2 separate regions of the Cyprinus carpio genome follow, and region 1 is linked to region 2. A link is a contact called in public Hi-C data. All regions are on one chromosome and are shown on one strand. The core of a region is the stretch at or near the end of the contact, and the rest is flanking DNA. Distances in the headings are between cores, read along the strand shown. Region 1 holds the start of LOC122138872 (28S ribosomal protein S16, mitochondrial-like). Region 2 holds the start of park7 (Parkinson disease protein 7 homolog).

Region 1 (2,700 bases), core at 89-2,588, 230 kb before region 2:
AGTAAGACTGATCCTGGAGGCTACATTTTGGATGTCTTTCTTATTTGAAATGCACATTAAAACTTGAGAGGTCAGTTGTTCAGAATGATCTAGAATTGTAATCCCATTTTTTGCTATCCAGGATCAGGTGATCCATCTTACTTTTCTACTGGTTTTTCAAAGCAAAATTGGATCGGATCCCAATGATCCATAAACACTTTTTTCAGATTACTAAATCTGGATTATTAGTGCTCTACAGCAGTGGTTCTCAATTCCAGTCCTCGCACCCCCTGCTCTGCACATTTTCTGTGTTTCTCTTATGGCTTCAGATGTTTGTTCTATTCGAACTAAGTGCCCTGCGAAGTGGACATCACAGGATATTCCGCCATGATTCCAGTTAGAAGAGAACGTATATTTTCTATTCAAAGTGCATCGAAGTGTGCGAGACATGAATTTAATTTGTATTTATTCACAGAGGTATATGATGTCACACCCATCTGTGTGTGAAGACGCTGTACAGCACAAATCCGTGAATGAATGTTCCGAAGTGAAGTAAACTTCAACAAATGTCCCCTGCTCAGGGAGTAGGGAGCAATGAACACTGTGTAGGGAGCATGTCAATGGGAACACAGTTCATGCACGGAGCTCACTTCTAAGGAGCTGATTATCTGAATCAGGTGTGTTAACAAAGAAACATTCAAAATGTGCAGAACAGGGGGGCGCAAGGACTGGAATTGAGAAGTGCTGCTCTACAGAGCCTCTAAAGCAGTAATAAGAAATAATAATAATAATAATAATAATAATAATAATGCTTTTGTATTTCCTTAGAAAATTTACTGTAGGCTGCTTAAATACAAAATCAAATGACCAAAAGATGCACTGTCCCCGGCCCGATAACTACAATTTGATCAGATTACTTCTGAACAACTGGCCCGAGATGTTGAGTGGACTCTTGTGTTAAAACAGGGAGTCGTCAAAAATGACCAATACTTAGAATAAATTACATTAAACCTACTTACATAAATGGACCATGACTGAGAGATACTCTGTCGAAGACAAAAGAGAGTAAGTCAATACAAAATATTTATAAAACACCACACATGAACGAATAAGGAACATAAAATCTCAGTCTTTATGAGAGCATGGAGTAGCGTTATATACATTTCGCGTAAAAAAAAAAACACATACCTTATAAATGCGGTAACTTCATGTAGATACGTCTGTAATATTATTGAATATAAGCGTCATGTGTATGTAATAACGTTTAAACACACACAACTATCTGGAGACGGTCAACAACATGACATTCGTGAGAGCGCCGCCATCTTTTCCTGCCGCACCGGAAGAGTGTGTTCTTCTTCTTCTGTGGGATTTATTGGCGGGTCGCATACCAGCTTTTTAGATGCATACCGCCATCTCCTGTGTTGGAGTGTGGAGTGATTTTAGTCTACGTATATTATTATGATATATATTCTATTCTTAAGTCCACTATTTTTAATGAATTTTAAACCTGTCTTTATTATTTTACCAGATCCTTGTTTTGTGTTTAAAGTGTTGCAGATTGAAAATCCACTGCATCCTATGTTCTGTAGTTCTCTTTGTAGTTCATTCCTTTCCTGTTCATACCTAGGACAGAGTAACACATGATCAATAACAGTTTCCTTCACTTGGCATAAGTGTTTCTCGATCCTACTATGATGAAAGCTTTGCTCATGAATATTAAGTATGTTACGTCTGTGCGTTCTAGCAACTTTACGTTATTTATATTCATGTTGCTTCGTGTCAAGAGTATATGTGTATAATGTGATGAATTCAGCCAATAGATGGCGGTTTTGTTCTACGGAGATCTAGTTTCAAAAGACATTTATTAAAGGTCCAAGGACCTTCTTTTGTTATTCTTTTTCTGCACTTAACCCAAATTTTTCTGAATGGCTTCATGCATATAGTCATGTTAATAGTGTCCTCTGTGAACATGTTCTGCATTTATTTTTCCCAGGTTTTCTTTTTTTTCTTTTTTTTTTTTCTTGAAAATCGTATTTGAATGTGAGGCAACTATAGCTGCTGGTGGGCAAATATGTTGTATTCACCCCTTCAATTTCAATTTTGAATATGAGGAGAGCATTTGGCATCTAACTCAAAATAACTGCTTTCAACAGATCAATCTTTATTCATAAACAAATTTATCATGCATAAAAATATCTTCTTTTGTGCTCAATAAAAGAAAGAATCTCATAAGTTTGCAACTTGAAAATGACACAATGATGGCACAATTTCCATTTTGGGTGAACTTTCCCTTATGTAAGCAGTTTTCGTATAAGTTGCCTACAAGGAGTACTGCAGTGAAAGTAGATGTATAAATTCACATAAAACATGTTTGCATACTATACTTTGTGATGTAAATATGTAAAATCTAATATATTTAATGAATAGGCACATACTGATTAGGTCAAATGGATTAACCTTGACAAAAGTCCTTGATATTCATGGAGTTAATGATATTCTTTTAAAAATATATGATTATTTAAATAAGTATCATTTGTAGGCTACACCCATGTTTGTTTGTTTATTTATTTACTTATTATTGAACATGCAGGTATTTTCATTTCTTAGAAGTGTGTTAAATGAAAATAAATAAATAAAAATAAATAGAATGAAGAAAATATTACATCTATATAATAAAAAAAGGTATACCCGAAAGAAAATTATTCATATTTTTAGGCC
Region 2 (2,700 bases), core at 18-2,517:
CAACTTTAATTGCCATTTTGTATTTACAACACAGGCATACTATAAGCTTCTGGGGTAAAGAGTTGGGGAAATAATTAAATAAAGGGAAAATAAGCTATGTAGGGTGAGCTCAGTTGATCCCAGCTGCATATGTTGGCAATCACAGCTGGCTGCTGGATTTGCACACAGGCACGCAACAAACAGGCCGCTGATGTGTGTATCATCCACTGCTGCAGACAGTTCATTCTACAAAAACACAAAAAATAACAGTCTCAAAAACTACACATGGTTTTTGCAACAACAGCTTGAGACTTGTACTTTGTTGAGTCTTTAGGGTGCAGGATTTAGATAATGTTGCACTGGAGAAGATTCTTTAAATCATTTGTAAACATTCGGCAAAATCCTTCATCTTCCAGTCATTAAAATAAACACATTAATTATTACATTTCCTTTGAAATTTTTGGAAATTTGCCTCCAGTGTCAACATTTCTGTTGCTCATAGATGATGACACTGAATGCTGTTTTCAGGCCCATCTACAAGCAAGTTACAAATACTATGCCTGAAACTGCAATTTAGTGGTCTGTAGCGTCCTCTACTGGCCGAAGAGCTGCATTTTCCATATTATTATTATTATTATTATTATTATTATTTATTACAACAGTGGTTCTCAAACCTCTCCATGAAGTACCCCCAGCACTGAACATTTTGTATGTTGAATCAGGTGTAATAAATGAGAGAGACGTACAAAATGTGCAGGGCTTGGGGTACTCCAGGACAGGTTTGAGAACCACTGTATTACGAACATTATATCAACCAATAAAAAGCAGTTAAAATACAAAAATACATTATATATACATTATGTTTAGGTTCAGTAATTTTACCCTAATTGCAACGTATAGGCTGTTTTCCATGCATTTAAAGTGAAATAACTGAACATAAATATAGGAGCCTGATAAAATGCTTATTTTAGAAGAAAATTTCAGACGGCACTTAGAGACTTTTGCATATATATATATATATAGTCTAAGATACAGAAAATAAATCTGAAGTGTATATTATGCATTTAAGGATATTTTCTGGTTGAAGGATCTACATTTTTCATCTCTATGTTGACTATTTATAATAAACTCGATTTTTTCACTTCAGATCTTGACAGAAATTACATGATTCTATTTTAACAATAATACAAAGTACAGGATTACACAAATGAATATAATAAATTAAATCACCGCCATACAAGAAGAACTAAAAAGAAGACTTTTATTTTGCCTGGCAGCTCCCCAGAACCGGAAACGCCTTTTATAATAAATGTGTCGCGTGTGAGTAGCGTTGCAGACCGTCACAGGCCTCAGACTCGCAGTCATGGCTGGTAAAAGAGCTCTAGTGATTCTGGCGAAGGGCGCGGAGGAGATGGAAACGGTGATCCCGGTGGATGTCATGCGCAGAGCGGGGGTCTGTAGCCTTACAGCACTCTTCCACTGAGCTGTGGAGCTGCGCGCGAATGCAGTGCTGCTGTGTGCAAGTCTGTAGACAACTAGTTATGTGTGTGCGGGGCATAAATGCATCTGAATTTCTGCATTTGTCTTTGTAAAGTAAATGCAGTGATCAGTGTCTGTTGAATGTGCCAGACTCTGAGCTGCCAGTGTGTTAATGCCAAAGTCATCTGGACTCTGACATTACATAATCAGAGATTTTTATACGTAGTTTTTTGAGAGAACTTTATAATTTTATTTAGCAAGGATGCATTAAATTGATCAAAAGTGACAACAAATACATTTATAATATTGCAAAATATTTCTATTTCAAATAAATGCTGTTTTTGATCTTTCTATTCATCATAGAATCTTTAAACATTATTCATAACAATAAGAAATGTTTCTTGAGCAGCAAATATTTATAATATTATGATTTCTGAAGGATCATGAAGACTGGAGTAATGATGCCGAATTTTGTGCCCTGCCATACAAATAAGAGACTTAAAAACATGTTGAACAGGGGTTGAATAATTATGATATACCTGTAAAAAGTGAAAATGGAAATATGTAACTAATCTGTTACAGATGAAAAAAAAAAAAAAAACCTGGATCTTCAAAAAAGCTTACATTTGAAATTATTAAATTAAATTATAATTAAACTATTACAGTATTAAATTTTAATTGCAATTTTATATATGTATATATAAACACACACACATAGATAACTTCCACATTAAAACAGTTTAAAATGTACAAATATATTGATTGAGAGATATATTATGCACACACACACACACAAAAGCTGATATGCTCATTTCATTGATGTTTTTTCCTCTCTCCCATAGATTGCTGTTACAGTGGCAGGTCTGGCGGGTAAAGAGCCCGTGCAGTGCAGCCGATATCACAATATCCCCCCACACCAAACCCTAAAACACCCCCAAAAACATTTTTGTTTAACAACCTTCTCATAAGTACATCAAGTTGACTAGAACTAAGTTGTGCTGAATGAAGTTGAAGCTGAAGGTGAATGGAGTGCTGTCTCCATCCAATGGCCAAATAGTGCATTGCCAATAAAACTTGATGTAACTAGACTTCTATATGTTCAATTTATCACATCCAAAACCTTGATACCAACATATACACGTCAGCTATATTAATGAAACATCCTTGATTGTCAAACATTATCAAAACACCCCTGTTTGCAACTTAATGCAGATGAATGTCATTTTCCTGACAGGGTCCGTA

What was found. Hi-C and Micro-C count contacts between places; a contact is called where the count stands out from the background.
Region 1: a contact with region 2 is called in a Hi-C map of skeletal muscle, with 4 times the contacts expected there. The contact joins the promoter of LOC122138872 here to the promoter of park7 in region 2. A contact is called at or near these places in 2 of 8 Hi-C or Micro-C datasets (both in skeletal muscle).

The regions. Positions count from the first base shown.
Region 1 is chrB11:7,614,016-7,616,715 of ASM1834038v1, reverse strand. It overlaps LOC122138872 (28S ribosomal protein S16, mitochondrial-like), which reads right to left and starts at 1,338. Exons shown (of 4, transcript XM_042733713.1): 1 at 1,168-1,338; 2 at 999-1,025. The coding sequence starts at 1,011.
Region 2 is chrB11:7,380,797-7,383,496 of ASM1834038v1, reverse strand. park7 (Parkinson disease protein 7 homolog) reads left to right here and starts at 1,267. Exons shown (of 6, transcript XM_042733708.1): 1 at 1,267-1,432; 2 at 2,301-2,400; 3 at 2,691-2,700. The coding sequence starts at 1,343.